6 separate regions of the Mus musculus genome follow, and regions 1, 2, 3, 4 and 6 are each linked to region 5. The links are chromatin contacts, called in public HiChIP or PLAC-seq and Micro-C maps. All regions are on one chromosome and are shown on one strand. Each heading gives the region's core, a stretch centred on a gene start, on an enhancer-like site or on the middle of the called end of the contact. The rest is flanking DNA. Distances are from core to core; before and after follow the strand shown.

Evidence for each region. Hi-C and Micro-C count contacts between places; a contact is called where the count stands out from the background. HiChIP or PLAC-seq counts read pairs in DNA pulled down with a chosen protein or histone mark.
Region 1: a contact with region 5 is called in an H3K4me3 HiChIP or PLAC-seq map of neural tube, with 5 times the contacts expected there. The contact joins the enhancer-like site here to the promoter of Axin2 in region 5. A contact is called at or near these places in 2 of 39 promoter capture datasets (embryonic stem cells and frontonasal cranial neural crest), 7 of 115 datasets of contacts at active chromatin or transcription factors (astrocytes, embryonic hindbrain, embryonic stem cells and 1 more) and 1 of 9 other capture datasets (embryonic stem cells).
Region 2: a Micro-C map of embryonic stem cells shows a contact between it and region 5, with 3 times the contacts expected there. The contact joins the promoter of Prkca here to the promoter of Axin2 in region 5. A contact is called at or near these places in 3 of 39 promoter capture datasets (cranial neural crest, embryonic stem cells and hippocampal neurons), 3 of 484 Hi-C or Micro-C datasets (all in embryonic stem cells), 3 of 115 datasets of contacts at active chromatin or transcription factors (astrocytes, embryonic forebrain and pancreatic cancer cells) and 1 of 9 other capture datasets (liver).
Region 3: a contact with region 5 is called in a Micro-C map of embryonic stem cells, with 2.9 times the contacts expected there. The contact joins the promoter of Wipi1 here to the promoter of Axin2 in region 5. A contact is called at or near these places in 4 of 39 promoter capture datasets (embryonic stem cells, hippocampal neurons, pre-B cells and 1 more), 6 of 484 Hi-C or Micro-C datasets (CD8 T cells, the MNK3 cell line, the N1E-115 cell line and 1 more), 14 of 115 datasets of contacts at active chromatin or transcription factors (the SCID.adh cell line, T-cell acute lymphoblastic leukemia, astrocytes and 7 more) and 2 of 9 other capture datasets (adipose tissue and liver).
Region 4: an H3K27ac HiChIP or PLAC-seq map of stem cell-derived neural progenitor cells shows a contact between it and region 5, with 4 times the contacts expected there. The contact joins the enhancer-like site here to the promoter of Axin2 in region 5. A contact is called at or near these places in 1 of 39 promoter capture datasets (hippocampal neurons), 4 of 115 datasets of contacts at active chromatin or transcription factors (astrocytes, embryonic forebrain, forebrain and 1 more) and 1 of 9 other capture datasets (embryonic stem cells).
Region 6: a contact with region 5 is called in a FOXA1 HiChIP or PLAC-seq map of pancreatic cancer cells. The contact joins the enhancer-like site here to the promoter of Axin2 in region 5. A contact is called at or near these places in 1 of 39 promoter capture datasets (hippocampal neurons), 3 of 484 Hi-C or Micro-C datasets (cerebellum, cerebral cortex and nephron progenitors), 17 of 115 datasets of contacts at active chromatin or transcription factors (astrocytes, craniofacial prominence, differentiating embryonic stem cells and 11 more) and 1 of 9 other capture datasets (embryonic stem cells).

Annotation. Positions count from the first base shown.
Region 1 is chr11:107,980,898-107,984,625 of GRCm38.p6, reverse strand. Prkca (protein kinase C, alpha) reads left to right here. Exons shown (of 17, transcript NM_011101.3): 10 at 568-741; 11 at 2,924-3,015. Among named protein-coding and RNA genes, the nearest start is that of Mir7223, 14 kb to the left of the region's middle. Within about 2 kb of position 2,270, at least 71 of the 459 cell types and tissues checked have an H3K27ac peak or open chromatin away from gene starts, as enhancers often do. A contact at or near this core is called in embryonic stem cells and neural tube, where this site is marked.
Region 2 is chr11:108,341,746-108,345,527 of GRCm38.p6, reverse strand. Prkca (protein kinase C, alpha) reads left to right here and starts at 1,640. Exons shown (of 17, transcript NM_011101.3): 1 at 1,640-2,033. The coding sequence starts at 1,861.
Region 3 is chr11:109,609,514-109,613,012 of GRCm38.p6, reverse strand. Wipi1 (WD repeat domain, phosphoinositide interacting 1) reads left to right here and starts at 1,624. Exons shown (of 13, transcript NM_145940.2): 1 at 1,624-1,780. The coding sequence starts at 1,701.
Region 4 is chr11:108,078,699-108,082,057 of GRCm38.p6, reverse strand. All of the region lies in intron 3 of Prkca (protein kinase C, alpha), which reads left to right. Among named protein-coding and RNA genes, the nearest start is that of Gm51922, 32 kb to the left of the region's middle. Within about 2 kb of position 1,882, at least 10 of the 459 cell types and tissues checked have an H3K27ac peak or open chromatin away from gene starts, as enhancers often do. A contact at or near this core is called in stem cell-derived neural progenitor cells, where this site is marked.
Region 5 is chr11:108,918,536-108,921,785 of GRCm38.p6, reverse strand. It overlaps Axin2 (axin 2), which reads right to left and starts at 1,437. Exons shown (of 11, transcript NM_015732.4): 1 at 1,225-1,437.
Region 6 is chr11:108,024,656-108,028,446 of GRCm38.p6, reverse strand. The region is part of intron 5 of Prkca (protein kinase C, alpha); the gene reads left to right. Among named protein-coding and RNA genes, the nearest start is that of Mir7223, 30 kb to the right of the region's middle. Within about 2 kb of position 2,501, at least 53 of the 459 cell types and tissues checked have an H3K27ac peak or open chromatin away from gene starts, as enhancers often do. A contact at or near this core is called in astrocytes, pancreatic cancer cells and stem cell-derived neural progenitor cells, where this site is marked.

The DNA of each region.
Region 1 (3,728 bases), core at 1,021-3,520, 940 kb after region 5:
GTGCCTGGGAAATTGTCTTAATTAAATTAGTTGATATGGAGAGACCCAGCCCAAAGCACCATTCCCTAGGCAAACCATCCTGAACTGCTCGCGTGAGCTGGGCACAAGCATGTACATATTGATGTCTCTCTGCTCTTGACTGTGGATCTGACTAGATATTTGACATTCCCGCCTTGACTTCTCTGCACTGATGAACTGTAACCTGGAATTGATGGCTGAAATGAATCCCTTATCCCTCAAGTTATTTCTTTGTCAAGCATATTTCATCAAAGCATCAGAAATGAAGCCAGAGCAGACCTCGGCTCCTACAGGGCCTCCCACTCCCCAACCCTTGTCACACCAAGGAGCAAAGCTTCTCCATGCAGACTTAAGGGGATGCCACCCAGGATGAAACCACAGCAGAATGTGTTAGCATTTTTTCACGAGTCACTCACAGACCTGCACCAGCTGTTGCCAAACTGTCTCCCGACACTGTTCCCCACAACCTCCGCCCCCACTCCCTGTACCAGATGTCTGCCCACCAGTGTTGAGCCTTCTCTCCTTCTGTCCCCACCCCCACTCCCCCAGGTGATGCTTGCTGACAGGAAGGGAACGGAGGAACTGTACGCCATCAAGATCCTGAAGAAGGACGTGGTGATCCAGGACGACGACGTGGAGTGCACCATGGTGGAGAAGCGCGTGCTGGCCCTGCTGGACAAGCCGCCATTTCTGACACAGCTGCACTCCTGCTTCCAGACAGTGGTGAGGACTGTCATTCCTGTCTAACACTACATCATGGTCTCGAGACACTCGGGACTTTAATCCCGTTTCCTTTGGGAACAAACTCACACTGTTCAGCTTTCATTACAGCAGTGGTTACATTATGTTAGAAATAAATAGTCTAGAGATGATTGGTGTTGGTGGGCACGTGGGCATGGAATAAATACAAATACCAAACCACTTTAAATAAGGGGCCTGCACGTGGGAGGATCTGGGTGTCCATTAAGGTCCTCCAAGTGGCTGTACGTGAGAGGTCTTCTTCCTGTAGGCCCTGGGCTAAGACTTTCGCAAAGCAGTTGTGGATTCACAGCCCTGCCTTCTCTTTTTAAGCAAACCAGGCTGGCCTTGAACTCAGAGATCTGCCAGCCTCTGCCTCCCACATGCTGTGATTAAAGGTGTGTGCCACCATAGCTAGCCAGCCCTGCCTTTTACAGACAACCCCCTCCCCCATCCTGCTGCTGCCACGCCCAGCATTGGTGTGCCAGGACACTTTGTTTTCTGAGGAGCTGTCTCTGTATAATGACACAGCAGGAGGAGCAAGCTGTGACCTGTCCAGCAGCCCGAGAGCTGTGAGAAAGGTCACAAGAAATAAGCCCAGATTATAATATTTCCTCGCATATGAAATTCAAAATTTAACATTCTAAGGACAAAGCTACACCCCTCCACTTTCCTGTCACCCACAGCAGCTTCCCGACTGTGAAGGCTGTGAGGAGTTGTAAGAAACACACAAACCTTGCCCCTACAATCTGACCGTTTACAGGAAAAAGTTCTGCTGACCTTAGGCGCAAAGTAAAATGTAAAAGAAATGTTCAAACTACAAAGACACCAGCTGTGGGGCTTCCTGGTCTCCCCACACTGACATGCATTCTAAGATGCAGCGATGAGCTGAGGGGTTCCCCACCTCCAAGCCCCACTCTCCAAGCAGCCGCTGTCAGATCTCACTCCCCTGACAGCTAGTGTTACAGTCACCGTCTCATGTAAAACTTCCCTGTGATGGAAAAATGATCCGTGCTTAGGCCTCTCCTTTTAAAATCTTGGGGAACAAGATGCCTTGAGAAGCTTGGAGTCTCAAAATGGGGGATTTTTGTGGACTCGGCGTGCGCCAAGCATGCAATGTTGGCAGCGGCCGCTGTGTGTCAGCCTTGCACTGGTCATGCAGTCGGCTCCAGCCCTCTCAGAGCTCCAGAGAGAACTGGTGGGAAGGTTAGGAGGGAGAACACAATCTCAGCCCTGTTCTGTGAGCCCACGGGCACCCGTGCAGCTCTGGAAAACTGCGAAGAAACTGCGAAGAAGGAATTGAATCCAGAGCCGGGGGTTCCCATAGCCACTTCGGGGCTGTTGACACCAGCTCCGTCATCTCTCCCTCCTGGAGCTACACTTGAATGTTTAATAGCCCCGGTGTGTAAGGGGGGTTGCTTTCTAGACTCTAGCAGAGGTCAGCTCTTACCATGCTCTGTTGTGCTGCTGGTTGTCCTCCCATTAAACTGCCTGGCATAATGTCCCCATCTGTCCCAGCATAATGGCCTCATAACTATGCAGACTTACTTGGCTCCATGATATATGCTCTCCGTGGGGCCAGCTCTTAGCATACCAGTGACAGAAAATATTTAGAAAAAGGCAATATTTGAGCACATTCTGGAGGCAAAAGAACATTGATTAAAATCTCCTTTTATGGTGAACCCCTCTCTTCCACCCACTAAATATCATTACATGTGCGTAATTTATGAGTTCAATATAACCCCAAAAGATATGTTTTCAGAAGCATCCATTTACGCACCTTACTGCATTAGCCCAGCATAGCTCCTGGAAGTCGCAGGCTATCTTTTACGCATGCGCACCATTGATAACAGGGGTTAAGATGGAATGACAGGCCCCGTATAGGGTCTTCATATCACCCCTGATTGAGAGACGAACTGTCCGTACGGGGAAGTCTGTGTGGGGGAAGGGAAAGAATGTTTGAGGCCTTTACTGTAATGAGGTGCATAACTACCAGTAGGCTGACCTGTTAGCAGCGTCCGTCACCTGCAGATGTACGGATGCACATTATCCCCCACTCAGTGAAGAGCAGATCTGTCAAGGTCACCCTGTGTTTGCTAATATGAAAGCAAAGCTGATAAGCTCTGCTGGGGAGGGACCCTCCTCACGTGTAAACCTTGGTCTCCAGGACCGGCTGTACTTCGTCATGGAATACGTCAACGGCGGGGACCTCATGTACCACATTCAGCAAGTCGGGAAATTTAAGGAGCCACAAGCAGTGTGAGTAATCTTTATTAACATTTTTCTTTCTTTCTTTTTTTTTTTTTTATTTTGAGTCTTGAAATTCAAACAGCCTAATTCTCCCAACTGAGAACTCCTTCTAGATACTATGTCCAAGGGCAACTCTGCTCACTTGGGTCTCAGCTCTGAAACTTCCCAGAGTAGCAGCTGAGCCAACAGGACCTGTGCATAATAGGTATGTCTTAGGACCAGTGATTCTAGTCTCAGCAGACTGGACATACGGACGCCTGCCTCCCCATCACCTACTAACACCCGTATGGATGGAAGCCTTCCCTGCTTGCTGCTCATCCAGCAAGAGTGTAAAGTGATGAGAGGCCCTTGGGCAGCCCATGCTCTCATTAGCAAAAGCCATCCAACAGTCCTGACACATTGCTGAAACAGTGCAGGTCAACACAGGGTACCACTAACACTCCAGAGTCGGAGAGTGGGTGCAGCACAAAACTGGGGGATGCCCAACCCAGAGATGAGAGGTGCCTGCCAAGGAAAGGATATGGAGCCAAGTCCAGGGGGTGACCTTCAGCTTAGGTGACATGAGGTGGTGGGGGAGGCTGGACAAAGAAGTGCAAAGCCTGCTGGGAGGGCAGCCTATGAGGATGGCAGAGAGAAGGGCTTGATCCCACAGAAGTTCTGACAGAGCCTACTGGCTGAGACAAGAGGAAAAGTAAGGAAGGGGCCGGTGCAAGGGGACCCCT
Region 2 (3,782 bases), core at 391-2,890, 580 kb after region 5:
CTTTCCTGTTCAAGTTGCCATTGGTCATGGTGTTTCATCACAGCAGTAGTAACCCTAAGACACTTGCTCACCAGATTGTAAATGGGTCAGTGAAGAGCCTGGTCTACTGATGGCTATTCAGTTGCCTGCACTTGTTTAAATGTAAAAGCTATCTTTTCGTCAAGAGTCACAATTAGGCAATCTTGGAAAAGGATAGTCCTTCGTGGCTTATGGGATATGCTGTGAGCTAGTATTTCAGGCGATTTCCCTCTTTTAAAGTCTGCACTTGAGATCTTACATTCCTGATCCTCTTGGGATCACTGGCTGGTGTTACCATGTCCAAGTTCAAGTATGCACATTGTCTTAATGGATTTGTATTCTACAATAAACGAAGCTGATGCGATGGCTCATCTCTGTAATTCCAGCACTCAGGAGCTGTGACAGGAGTATTACCTCGAGTTTGGGACCACCCTAGGCCGATTGGGACAATGAACTTCTTGTTGGTAGAGGGTTGCTCTGTCCCAGGTTTAGAATCCTCCAGGCAGACCTAATAAATATTCAGCAGGCGCTCGGACAGCCCAGCCCCAAGTGCGCCCTTTGCATACATATCCATTCCAGCTACCCCTTCACAAGCAGTTTTACTTGGTAATTTACAAATGTTCTGGCTGAACTCTACACCTGCCAGTATTTCAGCAATTAGCTTAGGATGCAAAATGATTTCTAAGTTAAGGTTCTGGACATGTAAAATCAAGAGAGCCCGATCATCTTCGGGCACCACAGCTCTGATAGCCAACGAATAACATCACAAACCAGGGCAAGCCCTTTGGCATCTTACCGGGTTATTACGACTGTCATACAAATCTATATAATAAGCAGGTGAACTGCAGGTCAAAGATCGAAGGGATGTAAGAGAGCCGGCAATCAGTTATTCAAAACCGCTCCCTTTTACCGACTCGGAACTGAGCGAGGGTTAGGGTTTGGGCATTTTAGTGGCATAAACGACTAGAATGACATTTTGGTCAGGTGAAAGGTTAAACGGGAAAGAGGCTGATAAAAAGCCAGCAAACCCCCCACCCCCAAATGCCTGTGGGTCCAGGTAGCTAGACAAGGAGCTACCTCTGTACCTGCTAAGGTGGCATGGGGGTGGGGGTGGGGAGCGCTCCGTGCCGGGTTCCTTCGGGGCACAACTTCCATCCCAGAAAGAGGAAAGCATGAGCAGAGAAGCGTGAGTGGGTGGAGGAAGGTGGGGAGAGGAGGAGGCCCGGCACCACGAGCGGAAGGAGAGGAGGAGAAAAAAGAGGGAGGAGGAAGCAGAGGAAAAGGGAGGAAAAAGAAGCGGGCGGCGGAGGAGAAGGACCCGCCCCTCCCGGCTTCTTCCTGGGCTGGGCATCTCCAGGGCCTCTCCCCGACCGCCGCCCTCGGCAGTTGGCGGGGCTCACAGGGGCCCCCCAGTCTGCGTGTCCAGCTCTGTGCAGCGGAGCGCAGAGGCCCAAGGCTCGCCCGGCGCGCGTCCCCGTCCCGCGCGCTCCTACTCCAGGCCGCGCGCGCGCGTGCACACATACACACGCTAGCTCTCCGGGCATGCGCAGTGGGCGGCGCCGCTCCGGGCCGCCTCTTGCCGCCGCGAGTAGGAAGCGCGAGCGCCGGGCGCCGGGCTGTCAGTGAGCGTGGGGCCAGCCAGCGAGCCAGAGAGCCGGAGAGAGCCAGAGAGAGCGGCTCGGCTCCCAGCTCCGAGTAGCGCAGCGCCCGCCCGGCTCTCCCGGGCCACCGCCGCCACCACCGCACCTCATCAGCACCGCCACCTCGGCCGCCGCCCCCGCCCACCCCGGCCCTCCCCGGCTGCTGCTCCCCGGCGGAGGCAAGAGGTGGTTGGGGGGAACCATGGCTGACGTTTACCCGGCCAACGACTCCACGGCGTCTCAGGACGTGGCCAACCGCTTCGCCCGCAAAGGGGCGCTGAGGCAGAAGAACGTGCATGAGGTGAAAGACCACAAATTCATCGCCCGCTTCTTCAAGCAACCCACCTTCTGCAGCCACTGCACCGACTTCATCTGGTAGGTGCGCGCGGCAGCCCTGGGGACCCAAGAGCCACCTTTGCCCCGGGGCTCAGGTCTGCTTGTCCCCGGGACTTAAGCTCGGGGACGTCTCTGAGCCCCGGCGCGTCCTTACTCTCAGGGCCAGGACTCCTCCGAGAACTTAGAGTGCCTGGCCGGAGTCCGAACTCTCGCCAGGAGTGACAGGCGCGCACCCACGCGGGACACTCCCTGGAAAGTGGCCCGGCGCTGCCACGCATGCCCTGGTGCCCTGAAGGGACGCTTGGCTCTGCACGGGGTGACTCGGATGAGGGGGAAGGTCCCCTCGCCTCTCCTAGGGCGCACAGGTCTTCCCTGTCACCAAGCGGAGCGGTCAATGGGCCTGATGGGAGCGAAGGGACAGGAAAGAGAGATTGCTGGAGTCAAAGTGGCCCCAGGACGCGCAAGAAACACGCCCGGGAGTAGCGGGGAGCCGCGGCGCGCCGCTCCAAGTTGCTGGCGAGCCAGGCTGGGCGCGTTCCGGGGAGTGTTTGTGCCTCGCGTCGGGCTGGGACTCCGCTGGAACCTTGGGTCCCTGCCTACTGTAGGCTGTTTCTACTGGGCACGGAGACTTTGACTTTTCTGGCCGAGCCCAGAGTGGGGAGAGAGGGGAGGGAGAGAGATGGAAGGCAGCAAACTGTTGAAAGCTTGCCGTGGGGGAGGAGGGCTAACCCGGCAGGCAAATGGCAGAGGGCAGAGGGAGTCATTTAAAATAGACCCTGTCAACAGGAGATTAAACCTGTAACCCAGTTGATGAGGACAGAGGGCTTATTTAAGAAAAATACTGTAATGGCTAAAGGTGTCCGCGCTCAGGTGATTTCCACTGAACGCCAAGCGTTGGCAACTGAGGGGCTTGATAAAAAGAAGGGTTCAGGGATCTATCTCTCTGGAGCCTGTGAAATTAGGTAAAATTGGATTTATGCAGATTTATGTTTTTCTTTTTAAATTTTTTTTGTGAGAGAATTACAGCTTTCATCAGATTTACAAAATGTCAGTCCCCCCCACCCCCATCATATCTTAGAAATCGTCCCCCTCCCACGACTTTGAACACCAAGTGTCAGCTTTTCCTGGGGATACCCTGACTCTTTTGTCCATGTGTTTGGAGTAAGAAGTACCTTAGAAGCAAGAACTATGGCCAGGGCTCCTTAGCTCCCTCCTGGGCAGGGAGCTGCAAGGGGCGAAGCGCACCTAGACACCAAGCAGTCAGCCTTATACATAATGGGGTATCCTAGTGGCTATAGGACAGATGGTGCTGAATCCAGGCCACCCAGAGAAGAGAATTAAAAGGGGACCCCACCATCAGTGTGCCAATAAGATGCCCGATTTTTCCTTTCTTTTAAGAAATCATTCAGCATGGCACCTTGGTGAACAACACAACCACTTTACAGTCTCCATAGAGTAGTTAGCATCTGAAGCAATCAAGCTCAAGGAGTGGGTGACGGTAGATAAGGCTCCTTAAGATGAGTCTCTAGCACCGGGGTAAGGGAGGATATTGCATTTGGCAGGTTGCAGCCTCCCATGTTAACCGCGAGATTCTAGTCAAAAGGGACAGAGTGATAATTACTTCTACAGGAAGTAGATACATTAGAAAAACGACGTACATTTTTACCAAGCTCACTAATCAGTCTCCACTCTCACTGCCCAGAGACCCAGTCTCAGGCCAACTGATGAGATCCTCAGGGTACCGGCTTCACTGCGATGTGAAGAGAAAGGTTCCCTTTCCCTCCTGCT
Region 3 (3,499 bases), core at 375-2,874, 690 kb before region 5:
TAAACTGTTACATTTTATCTGGGAAAACCCAAACAGGAGAACCAACCAATAAGAAAAGTTTATGCAAAACAGGCTCTCTTGTTCATCCATTCTAAACATCCGTACATGTTATGTATCATTTCATCAGGAATTGGGGAAACATGGCTGAGTATGATGGTTCACCCCATGATCCTATGACCTGGGAAGCCAAGGAAGGAGGATCAGTTACCAAGTGCTTGAGGATCGGTGGACTATAGCTTGAGACAATGTATCCAAAATAAATAAATAATAAACAAGGTGGCTGGATATGAACCGAATTGCCACAATCTACAGAACTGTGACACCATTATCATCATAGTAATAATAATGGCGATGATGAAGATTTCAGAGGCTGTAGAGATGGCTCAGCAGTGTTTTTACTGATGAGCGGAATTCTGTTCCCCAGAACCCACACCAGGCACCTCACAACCAATTGTATACAAGCTTGGGAAGCAAATCTCCAGTTTGCTTCAGAATGCATCTCAAACGACATGAGCTTCAAGCTGTACTGTCTTGTACAGTATTCTAGTTTCTCTCCTTTCTATACAAATCGAATGTCTGGTCAAATACTGCTGAGCAAAGTTGTATGATAACAAGTCCTGAAAGAAGACCCTTTCACATGCCGCTGTGTATTGTTGGTTTTAGATAATATAGTCTAGCCAGTGCTTTAACCGGGTTTTCAGTAAATCGGGTAGGAACATACCAAGGTAATATTGTTAATGTAAGGGTCGGGGTTAGCAAGAGCTCTTTCTCAACTGTGGGGCTGTATGTGGCTTCTTAATCGGCTGGGGATCTTTTTCCGAGAAGCTTAAGGGCTCTCCAAAACGGCTGGACTTTGATGTCTACTGATTTCAACTACAACTGCTGTAAGCTTAGCGGGCGGGCAAGGAAGCAGGCGTCCGCCCGCCTCCTTGGCGTTGTCTCCGACGCTAAGGCAGGCTTGAAGCCTGAAGCTCCACTCCTCCTCCTCACCCTCTGGACGCTCTGGCAATGAAAACACCACCACGTGGCCTGCTGCCTTTGCCTCGCGCACCTTCGGCCAATGGCAAACGGTTTCTCCGACTAGGGGGCGGGTCGTCAACAGCTGTCCCGCCCACTAGCCCTATTGATTGACTAAAAGAGTTGGTGGCCAATCCTGGCTGTCTGCGGAAGGCTCTGTTCGGTCAGCAGTTCTGTTCCCAGTGATAAAGAGGCGGGGTGGGGACAGAGACGGCCTGGAGAGGGGGCGGGGCTACCAAGCTAGGTAGAAGGAGGCTCGGGGCGGGGCCTGGTTGGCTCAGGGCGGAGCTAGGGCTGTGAGGGGGTGGGGCTAGGTGCCCGAAGTGGAGAGGGCGAGGCTAAGTGGGAAATGTGTAGGGCGGGTCCTGAAGGTCCCAGGCAGGGCTAGAGCCGAGAGGGGCGGTACTTGAGGCAGGGGCGTGGCCTGGCTGTTTTAGGACCCAGCCGATTCTCTGAAGGAGGGGCGGGGGTTTGGAGTGGGGCGGAGCTAAATGGGAATCGTGTAAGGGCGGGGTCTTACGATGGAGGGGCGGAGCTAAGTGGTATCTGAGTGGGCGGGGTCTGTCTGGAGGCGAGCCCGGGGCGGGACCGACGCGGCAAGCCGGCCCACGGAGCCGGCGCGGGCGGGCTGCTGAGGTGGCTGTCCCCCGCTCAGAGCTGCGGCTTCTCGGGTCGAGCCCCCGATGGAGGCCGAAGCCGCAGATGCCCCTCCGGGCCGAGTGGAGGCGGCGCTCAGCTGCTTCTCTTTCAACCAAGACTGCACGTAAGCCACGGCGCCAGCCCCCTGGCCAGGGAAGTGGGGGACAGAATGTCGCCACCAAAGGGTGTTGTCCTGTAACGCAACTGGTGGCTAGCCGGGGCCTGCGCGCCGATGGTACCTCGGCAGGGCAGCCTGTGTCGCGGCGTTGCTCGGCTGTAGGGGTTTGAGCCCACCCAGACGACTGCCAGCCAGCGCCTGCCAGAAAGAGCCGGCTAGGGTGACCCAAACAAGTCAGCAAGGAGGGCGGAGGGGGGACCTTGAATGTGGGGGAGGGACTTGGTGTGGGCCACCTAGTGACCGAAAGGGAGATCAGGGACCAAAACAAAGGTGAGGGAAGGGAGGAATGTGCAACTTGACTCAAGAGGGAGGATGCAGAGAGTCGGAAAGATGAAGAAAAACTTTACCATTTGTCCTTGAGTATCTCAACGTGGCATTTGGGCAGGGCCTCGGACAAACAGTCAGTCTATCCCTGTGGCCCGACCAGCCCCAGCACTGGGCATCTTGGCTGGTCTCTTTGGCCGTAGGAAGCTTTTCTTTATTTGCCTTTCTGTGTTTACTCGCTGTCCACCCAGTCCCAGGAATCTCCTGGAAGCTCAGGAGCCCTTTCTCTGCCCCAGACAGCTTCCCATCCCTGAAGCAGGCGCTCCACCCTGTTGCTTTTAAGTGGCTTTTTAATGTTTCACTATGATGGTCAACGTTTAGACTTTGGTCCATAAACAAGGGATTGCTTGCCTGAGTTCTAGGCATCTGCAGGATTGAATCTTAAGACACAAGCTACTGTTTTCTTCCCTGTTTTTGTGCAAGCCAGCCTGGGGACCATATGGATTAATCTCTTTGGAATGTGGAGCCCTGAAGCATCAGGGCAGGGATGACCACTTCCCAGTGTCCCACTTCCGGCTGTACCAGTTTCTGCTCTGTTCCTGGTTTGGGCTCAGCTTCAGGCTTGTGCCTTGGCTGCTGCTAGCTGAACTGTGCTAATATTGAACATTCATTCGTTGGTGTAATTAAGGCCATAAGCAGCCCTGGTTTTCATTCCCTTTGTGTTTCTGTTTGAAAAACCCCTGCTCTGAACAATATGTCTTTGTTTGAAAAATCTGTGTGTGTAATCATATAATCCAGTAATTCGACAGCTTGGCTACATGAGTGACTCTCAGGCTGCCTCTGACCACAACCCACAATAAAAAAGTACATCTTACAACATCTCCCCATAGCCATAGATATGTAATATGCACAAACTATTAAGTGGGGTACCTTGTGGCATTTTCTTGGGATTTTGTTCTTGCTTGGTTTTAACGTTGTCTCATGTAATCCGGACAGCCTCAAGTTCCCTAGTAGAGGAGGATGAATGTCAAAGTTTCATCCTCCTGGCTCACGTTCTGGAATACTGACATTACAAGAAGTACCATCACACTCTGTTTGTATAGTGCTGATGATGGAACTCAGGGTACCCTATACATGCCAGACAAGTCCAGCCCCATTTCCTTGTGTGATAGGGTGAGCAGGGCAGGGGTAGGGAGCCTGCAGGGTACTGAGCCTAAGACCCAATGTCTCAGTCACCCTGAGCGAAGACTCAACCACCAAGCTATATGCCAGCCTGCAGGCACTGAAATTAGTATGTCTTTGTTTTTAAACCTGTTGAGTTGTTTGCGGGATTATCTCCTAAGAGGAGACTTAAATGCATGAGAGAATAGATCAAATTCTGATGTTTTGTAAGACACTTTT
Region 4 (3,359 bases), core at 633-3,132, 840 kb after region 5:
ATAATCTGGGTCTGAACTTGAAACTTCCAAAGCCACGGAAATTCTAATTAGTTAATCGGAACTTTCATTTGCAATGGACATGAGCTGGATCAGAAGACAACACATACTCATTGTTTGAGCACACTCTTATAAGTGTCTTGTAATGACAATGTTGAGATTGCCTCTATTAATTATATATCCCTTAATTCATGTGTGCATTCATTCATGCATTCATTCATTTTTTGTATATTTAATTTCTACATTTATTTCTCCACATATATGCAAAGAATATTAGGAGCCTATTATGACTTCTCATTGTAATTTTAAGCTCGTGACTTAAAATCTTCAATACCAGCTGCTTATAATCTGGCACACAGGAGGAAGAAGCAAGCAAATCTCTGAGTTCAAGGCCAACCTTATCTTCAGAGTGAGTTCCAGGATGGCTAGAGCTATACAGAGAAACCCTGTCTTGAAAGGACAAAACAAACCAAAAAAGTAAAAAGCAAAGCAAAACAAAGAAAGAAACAAACAAAAACCTTTACTACCAGGGATACTTTGAGAAAGCTCCAGTGTCCTCAGAGACAACCAGCAATCATCAAGTCACAAGAAAGTGGAGTATTTGGAACATTCCTCATGGCATGTAATAAAATAATTGATGGCTGAGGTGATGCTGTATCCGAGAGGTGTTCCCTTCTGATTGCCATGCCTGCATTCTGCTGTTAGGCTGGTGCACAGAGTTTTGCTGAATATCTAAGAGAGATGCAAGTAAAGTGACTGTGCCCATCTTCCTCAGGCGTAAACATTTCTGCCTCCTGCTCCTTCCTTTTACTCATCCATCTGTCCATCTATCCATCTGTCCATCTATCCATCTGTCCATCTATCCATCTGTCTACCTGTCCATCTATCCATCTGTCCATCTGCCCATCTATCCATCTGTCTACCTGCCCATCTATCCATCTGTCCATCTGTCTATCTGTCCATCTGCCCATCTATCCATCTGCCCATCTATCCATCTGCCCATCTGTCCATCCGTCTATCTGCCAATCTATCCATCTGTCCATCTATCCATCTGTCTACCTGTCCATCTATCCATCTGTCTACCTGTCCATCTATCCATCTGTCTACCTGTCCATCTATCCATCTGTCCATTTGCCCATCTATCCATCCAGCATCCCTCTTCTTAGTTCTCCTACTCATTCCTAAGACCTTCAGATTTTCCCTAGGAAACTGGTTAAGGGGTGGCTAATCCACAGGATTACTCCCATTGGGTTATTAACCCCAACTACCACAGGCCCTTCGGTCATGAATGAGAAAGGAAGAGAAATGAAAAGAAAAAAAAAATCTGCCGTCCTGGAAATCAGCTCTTATAACCTCAGTTACTGTAGGGCCTCAGGTCAGGAAGTTATTGAGCAGAAAGGCAGAACTCATCACCCTTCAGAGTCCCCTGAACAGTTACATTATGGGACCCAAGCCCTGCTTACAAAAAGTAGCAGAGTGGAGTCTCTCCTCGCTCTCTCTCCTTCATCCGGCCAAACAAACTATACCAGATTGGCCTGAGATCCTGGCAGGCATCATGGGTTCCAAGTGCCTGTCGAACTGAGAAGCCCCAAAGCCAAGTGTCAGACAAAAGCATTAGGCGCTTTTAGCAGTGAGTGCAATCACTGGCTCTCTCTAAGCAGGGCTGTTGATTTTTTTTTGTCTTTTTTGTCTTTTTTGTCCATGGTAGGAAGTGACAGTTGGATGCCTGGCATTTTCACATGGCCTATTTTCCCTGTGGGAAGTTGTAAAAAAATATCCATTAAGGCTGATTTGTATATGCAACAGAAGGGCATAACATGCCCCTCAAATGAATATCATTATCTCCATCCATGAAGTGAGAGCCATGAGGGATGGCAGTGTCCTGCAAACTCCTCAGAGACTAGGCTCTTGGCAAAGCTCAAGTATGTTGAAACCAATCCCTTGTCTCTCCCCCACTTAATGTCTCAAGGCCAAAAACCCACTAGCAGATGTTTGAAGAGGTTCATTATTGTCTCTTCTAAGCCTCTGAGGGGGTGAGGAGAAGAGGCGGGATTACAAGTCTGGGGAAGATCCAGAGGACAGCTCTCTTTTGAGCTCTCTCTGCAGTCCAGTAATGCAAGAGATTGAATATGATGCTAGTGTTTGGTACTCAGTGGCCAGAATGAAGTCAAAGATACCACAGACCCATAAGCACTTGTTCTGTGGAGATCGACCCTCAGGCTTTCTACATGCAGCCATTCCTCAGTGTTCCATGTCACCCTGCTACCTGAACAGCAATAAGCCATCCACTTCTCTTCCTTCTAACAGTTAAGGCTAACAAGATGGGTAAGATCCACACTGCTGCCCTGACGCTCATTGGAAAACTGGTGCCTGTTTTCTTGAGATTATGAAATATCCCTTTTATTTGCCACAAAAATCCATTTAAAAAGAGGAAGCAGGGTTATCTTTGGTCAGAAAATGGCCGCTTCGCCTCCAGTCAGGCATAGAAGGGAAGCGAGCAAGGTAGAGCCAGTAACTGGATAATTAACTTTCTGTAAGTGCCTTATGGCTTTGTGTTGGCATTTGGTTGGCCAAAGCTATGTTTTGTGGCCATCTGAAGCTATAAGAGAATCTGGGAAGTATGTTTTGCCAGCTGGACCTGTTGTTATTCCTACAAATATTCTTAACAGGAAAAGCAAGAGGACCATCTTTTAATTAAAGGACCAGCAGTATCTGCTATGAAGGCTAAAAATGGTGTGGTGGGATTGTTTCTTCTTTTTTTAATTGTGTGTGTGTGTGTGGTGTGTGTGTGTGTGTTATGTGTGTGTGAGAGAGAGAGACAGAGAGATACACAGAGAGACAGAGAGAGATACACAGAGAGAGATACAGAGAGAGAGAATATGTGGTCTATGCATGTGTCTATGTAAGTGTATATGTGGTGTGTGTGTGTGTGTGTGTGTGTGTGTGTGTGTGCACGTGTGCATGTGCACACACACAAGGGCATATAACAGCTGGAGGCCAGTGGTCAACATTGAGCATCTTCCTCTATCACTCCCTTTACTGAGCCCAAAGTGCTCTGTTTTGGCTAGACCAGAAGCCCCAGCAATCCTCCTGTCTCCAGTCCCCCAGCACAGGAGGTTATAGAAGCATACCACTGTGCCTGCCTACTAAGTGGGCCTGGGGATCCGAACTTAGGTCCTCATGCTTGTGTAGAAAACCCCTCCCCCTGCCCCAGCCACCTCCCTAGCTCCAAATGGTGTGGTTCTAAGAAGTCAAACTGAGGACTGCTGTTCAGATGGCTCACTGTCAGAGGGCCTCAGGAAATGTATGCACGATGCTGTCTCTGAGGACCTGCAATTTCCGCCCCATCCTTTCCTTAATCA
Region 5 (3,250 bases), core at 188-2,687:
GTCCAGAAATGGCGACGCGCGGAGTCTCGGCCTCTCCGCAAAAGGGGCGGCAAGGAGGAACGGGGGGACGGGAGCGCCCTGGGCTCTGGCCGGTTCTACCCTCAGACTGAGCCTTCACCAGCGCTCCCGGCACCTAAGCGCGGACCCGCGGATGGGAGGGGGAGACTAGTGGGGAAAGAAGTGGGAGGGGGCGGTGGAAGGGCGGGGAGGGCAAGCGGGGGGCGCCGCCACCCTTTCATCCCACCTTCCAAAAGCACTCGCATGAACACGCACACCCCAACTCATCCACACCCACGGCGACTCGACCCCCGAGGGCGAGCTGCCCGTCTCCGCCTCCGTCCCCAACGCCACTTGGAGAAGTCTCCCTGACCGGCCCCCCGCCACCCCGGACCCCGCGCAGGGGAGGGGACTCCAGCTCACCGCGCGCAGGGCCGCCCGGCCAAACCCCCCGGAGCGCTGGGCGCCGAGCCCGCCGCTTCCCCTCCGCGCGGGCCCGGAGCGCGCCCCGAAATAGCCGGCCTGCCAACTTCAAAGCGCCGCCCCGCACATCAAAGCGCGCCGGCCGCCGGACCGCCGCGGCCTCGGCACTCACCATTGATCCGCTGGCGCACTCCTTGCGGAGACCTCGCAGGCGCCGCGGGCAGAGCCCCTGCCCGGGTCCCCCGCTGGACTCGCAGAGGCTGCCCCGGGGCCCCCCCGGGCCCGCCCGGGCGTGGGGAACATGAGGAGTCTCGCGGAGGCGGAGGAGGGGGTGCACGGAAAACAACGATCCCGAGGTCTGCGCCGGGTTTTTTTTGGGGGGGGGGATCGTGCGCCCCGCTGCCCCTTTTATGCAAAAGATCCGAGTGGGCCTCCGCCCCCACCGCGGCCGCCCCCGGCCCCCGCCCGGCCGGCTTTCAACCCAGGTCCTGTTTCCAGCAGTCACTAGGCGCACCAAATGTCCTCCGGGCGCTTCCAACAAAAACTGCGCTGTGGATTTAACTGTGCACTTCAAAGGCGCGAGCCGAGCGCACGGTCCTGGAAGGGAGGTATGCGAGCCGCACCCGGGCCAGCCCAGCGCGCTCCAGCGCCCCTTTTGGGGGGCCGTGCAATCCGCACCCCTCTACTACCCCGGCCTGCTCCCGGTCGCCCCCTCCCGCGGCCCCGCGCCCCGCTGCCAACCGCCCCCGGCCGCACGGAGCTTTCTTAGAAACGGCTGCGACGGGACCGAGCCTCCGACCCCACCTTTTACAGCAAAGCTCTCCTTTGGGGAGGCGGACGCCTCGGCCTCCGGGTGGCCCCGAAATCCATCGCGAACGGCTGCTTATTTTTATTTCCCGGTTCTTGGGCTGTTACTGAGTTGCCAGGACCTTATCAAAGCGCAGCCGGCTCCAGCCGACTCCCCCGGGCCGGGCTCGGGGAGCCAGTGATCCCGCCGCGCCAATCACAGAGGCGCTCGGCCGGCCCGCGCGCCGCCCGCCTTAAAGGGACAGCGCGCGCCCGCTCTGCCCCGCCCCGGCCCGGCCCCCGTGGCACACTCAGCTCCCGCGTTAACCCTTCCTTGGCCCTCGTCTGCCCCCCGCCGGCTGCTGGCGGCCCCGGGGTGTTCTCGGCCGGAGTTCTGATTGATTTCATGTTTCAAGTTCTCCAGCCTCTGCTCATGTCTCCTCCCCCTGCCTACCTAGCGCTCTCCAGCTCTAGAATGCCAGTTTCTCTCTGGCCATTGCAAGAACTGCAATAAAGCACCCGCCCCCCCCCCGCCCCCCTCCATCAAATCAAACACGTTCCTACCTTTTTTCAAATTTCCCTGGGAATTTGGAGAGCCTTCTGGTAGGAGCTAGATCCGCTGGCCAATTCTTAGGGCGTACTCTGACTCAGAAGGCATGATGTGTGTGTATGTGTGTGTGTGTGTGTGTGTGTGTGTGTGTGTGTGTGTGTGCACTTGTGCTCCAGTATCTATTTGCACTAATATAGAAATAGTTTGTGGACAGTTGTGTTTGGATGAAGATGGGCGGTTGTGAATTTGTCTCCACAGTGGAATCAAGGTGCGCACCTCAGTTCCCCAATATTGCAACCTTACACATCAGTCAGCACCTTCCTTGCACACTCATGGACCTCTTTCCCCAACAAATCCGTGCCCACCACACTCTCCCAAAGGGCTGCCACCATCCCATATGTTACTTATTAAACAGCCGTGGAATGCCTCCCACACATACGCGGTGTTAAAGTATTAAAAATTCACCCCACTGTCACCTTCGAATTCCTTTCCACATTCTCCCCAAAATATTTATAAGGCACGGGCCTTAAAAAAATATGCCATAAGTTCAGAACACTTATTCATTCATCTGTTGTTGTAGAGCATTTCCCCGTGGATGAGCTGATAAACTTGCGGGGGGGGGGGGGGGGGGGGAATGGAAGTGAGTAGGTAGCCTGATAGAGTTCTTACTTCACAAACGCTCAGTTCCGCCCCAACCCCTGCACCACATAAGCCAGAGTTGGTGACACATGGCTGCCACCCCAAGGTAGAGCCAATCAATAGAATGAGAATTCCAAGACCAACTTAGTAAAATGGAAGCCAGCCTGGGCTACCTAAGGCTCAATCTCTCAGAGACAAAGCAGTAACACAACAGCAGCAACAAAATATCAACAGCGGAGCCCAGGGCAAAGTAATCCAAAGAGAGGAAAGCCGAGAGAAGCAAGGGCCTGGCCTTCTGAAGGGAGGGCGAACATTCCGCTTTGGAGACTTTGAAACAGGTAAGAAACATGGCTGTCCAAAGAGGGAAAAGTGTCCCCCATGTTCTACTGGAGAAAGAACCCGGGCTGCAGCAAAGGGCCAGAGAGCTCACACACCTTAGGCCTCAAATTCCACAGCCTAGAAAGGAGGCCCGGTGGGTCTCATCCTCCTGCTCTTCCTCCATGGTCAATGTACCTGGGTTTCCTTGCAACCAGAGCTGACCTCTCTAAAGCCAGCAGTCCCGGCTGTGAAATGTGGTCCTTCCGGGGAAGACCAGAGGAAGCGTGTTCCCATAATGCATCTGTATCTTGAGACAACTACCAGGTGTGAGGATACTGGGTGGCTCTCCATTCTCTCTGCCTTCCAGCTCTGACATGGTATATGGAATCCTAGACCAAAGGCATACCCGCCCACCTCCTCCATCAACCCCAGCAAAACTGTTTCCTGAGGGTCCTTGGGCCACAGAGGTATTGTCACAGAAACAGAAGTGTAGAGAGAGGCATGAACTGCCATAGAAGCAAGTACAGTGCAAAAACC
Region 6 (3,791 bases), core at 1,252-3,751, 890 kb after region 5:
ACTTCACCACCGTGATGGACTGTACCCTAAACCAATGAGCAAAAGTAAATGCTCTGGTCAGGAATTTTGTCACAGCAATGAAGAGTTGCAACCAACACAGATCCATGAGTACAGAAGTGCAGAGATTTTTCGACAGTGGACAGAGAGCTGCTCTGAGAAGCACAGTGTGGGACATGTGGATGGTTCTAAAATACCTTGGAAACTTGAAACAGTTTAGAATGTTGGCTGCTGCAGGGACTAACAGGGAATTGAATGTGATAAAGCAGATACCCTGAAATTGGAGCCTGCTTATAAATAAACAGAGGCTTCCAGGACTAGAGAGAAGGTGTGGTTCATTCCACAGACGTTGTTGGGAAAATTGTCTAAACGTTTGGAAGAAAAATAAATAAATAAATGAGATCTCCCCTCGTGCTTTACACCAAAATAAATTTCAAGTGCATCTGGAAGTTAATTATTAAAAAAAGGAAACAAAATAATGAAAGAAAACACAGGCGAATACTTAACTACCTTCACGGAGGGCAAGGATTTCCTAAGCCTAAAAGAAATGGAAGAAAGGAAAGAAAACATGTTGGTAGCTTTGACTGTGTGAAAAGATAGACTCCTTTGTGTTTCTAGAAGCCTACGGAATTAAATCTAAACACAGAGCGTGGCAAACAGGGAGAAGGACCACTGTCATGTGCATCCAAACATTCCCTCTAGCCAGTAAGAAACCTGTTTACTACCCTAAAGGAATTGAGAATTAAGTCAGAGAAAAAGAAATTCACATGGCCCAATAGCTATAAAGACTGTTAAGCCTCAAAAAAAAAAAAAATCAAACTTACAATGTTACTCTTTATTTTTCTCACTTTATCTTTAATATGATTTTTGGTAGGACTTTGATACAACTTTGGGGGGAGCAGTTTGGCAAGGGTTTTTATATCTTTTACTCTCCTTCTAAGAATGCAGCCCAAGAAGAAAAGCAGAAATTTATGTATGAAGACAATCAGTTGTTATATACAAAGATGAGGAATTTTTAAACCATGTAAATGTACAAACTGAACTTATTTTAAAGTCTTTGCTACAAAATAGAATGCTGGGCATTAAAAAATGCTTTTTAAAAATTACTTTGGTAACTTTTATTAAGAAGGAATTTTTAACTACCATAAAGTTATGTGAATTCTATAAAAATAAATATTACAGGCTAGAGATATGGCTCAATGATAATGTGCTTACCTAGCATATACAAGACCCTGGGCTTTATCCCCAACATTATAATCAAACAATCAATATTATACTATAGATGTCTTTACAGGAGAGCAATTGTCAATCAGCATAACAGTATGTCAGCATCAATCCTCTGTTTTGGTGGAAGTGCAATTGCCTTTAATCTTTGCCTTTATACTTTGTGCATTTAAATTATTTTATGATGACTATGCATTGTCCCTACAATGAGAAGTAATTATTTCTTAAAATCAATGCCTCCCTATGTTTATATGCAGATCTTATCTGTCTCCCACAACTAGCAAATATTTTTCACAGTCATCTACTTTGGAATTATAGAATATTAGCAGATAACATACGTGTTATTGGAGTACTTAGTGTATGCAAGAGGAGGCTATATTAAAAGGGAAACAGGGCTATACAGTAAGACTATGTCTCAAAGTTGAAGAAAGGAGACAGAGTAGGACGAAAGGAGAAGAGAGGGGAAGAGAGAGAGGGGGGGAGGGGAAGAGAGGGGGAGGGAGGGGAAGAGAGAGAGGGAGGGAGGGGAAGAGAGAGGGGGAGGGAGGGAAGGAAGGAGGGAGCATGAACTGACTGTGCATACCACGCTCATTAAATTCTTTAGCTGACTTTGATTGAGTAGTTGCTGACTCACCATTTGGGGACACTGGATTTACTGGGGCAGAAAGCCACCCTTGTGACAAAGTAGTGGGTTTAGACAGCAGAACATTCAGTGAATGTGTTTTTAAACAATGTACTTCTTAAGTCCTTGAATTCAGGTTTGTGGTCACACAAGGTGGGTATATTCTCAGTGTTGCTCGCTCTTCTTGCCCTTGACTCTGGCCATAAGGAAACTAAGATCATAGAATTTGTGAGTCATTGTTTATTAGCACAAATGAGATCAAATCAGAGTCCGTGCTCGTGACCACAGACAGCATCCGCAAGCTTGGTGCAGTGTGATTAGAGCAAATGCAGCAAGCCAGACAGCCAAGACCCTCCAAGTGACCCACGTCTCATTTGTTGATGCCTCATCTACAATTGTTCTTTGCTGAAGATGCCTTTGCATCTCATTGGGTGAAACCCAGCAAAGCTCCATGTGTAATGGTTGCCCTAGAAATGTGGAGCAAATGGCCCTGCATGGCATATTTTCTTCCTGAAAACTAACAATACATTTTATGTCCCTTAGTCTTTGAGCACTCTGAGACTCTTCAAATCATTTGATGTCTTCTGGGAAAGCACTTGGCTCCTTTTGGCCTGAATTGAGTCTCCTTGGAAAAAGGCCTGTTTGGTTTTTCCCTTGTGTTGGAGTCCCTCCAAATGGACACTCTGTGAACTGCAGCTCAAAGTGAGAGCCTCGAAAGGCCTTGCCCACTCCAGCTCCTGTCAGAATCCAAGAATCTGGCCTGCGTGGCTTTTGCCTTGCCCTGTGTTGACCCTGGGGAGATGCCTGGGGAGGAAGTGTTTTGTCCCTGTCCCCGTGTTTCTGTCAGCCTGTGGAGATCTGATAGACAGGGCTAGCAGGAGGCTGGAAAGCCAGAGAACAGGGTTGTGTTCCAGATAGGGTGTGCCCAGGGATGGGACAGCATGAACCCAGAATCACAGGGCAAAGGTTGTATGGAGACCCGTGTGTGTGGCAGATAACTTCCCCATGCTGCTATGCTCGGTGGTAGGTGTTCAAAACAGTCGAGAGGAGAGTAACCCGTGAGTCTTTGGGAATCATGTGTCAGTCCTGCATGTGACAGGTTGAGTGGAATAAGATATTTGACTTCCTTAACCAGTCAGTTGAAACCAGTGTCGGCTCTGAAGTTATACCACTATTGGCTTGGTAAATCAGAGGATGGAGCATGCTGAAGACTACAGCATGATGTGTTTGTACCTGCTTGTAAACCTAGCCATGGGAAGGCAGAGTATGACGATGGCGGGTTCAAGGCCAGCCTAGGCTATGTAGCAAGCTTATGTCTCAAAAAAAACACAAAATAAAAATAAAAAGCAAATAAAAAGTATTTGTTGAAGTGAATGGTGGGATACTCTGGCTATTAGACTATTATTAGTTTCAAGATCAGACCTCTAGACACAGAGTCCAAGTGCCACTGGAGTGTTGATGAGAAATCTCTCAGTGGTACCCTGCTCCCGAGAGGAGGATGTCATCTCTTCCTGCCTCACATCACACAGTCCAATGCATTCCTCTACAGAGTGTCAACTCTACCTTGTCACTTGCTTGAAGAAAGAATCACTTGCCTCTATCTGGACAGAGTTGACTGCTCTTGGGTGCCAGTTCATGGAGGACTCACATTCACACTAAGGAGAATATGACGTGACCACCCTGGACCAGCACCCTCATTTGCAGTTCTTACCCAATATCAAGCCCCAGCAGGTTCTTGTTCCACACTGTCTAGGTCACTCTCAACTCCCTGGTGGCTTTGCTCCACTCAGGCCTCTGTCACATGGTACTGTAGCTGATAGACAACAGGAATGTGGGACTCAGGCTGGGAAGATCAAGTTCAAGAAACTGGCAGCTGCTGTACCCATGGGGAACCCATTTCCTGATCCTGAAATAATGCCTTCTCATTGGGTCCTCACACGGTGGGAAA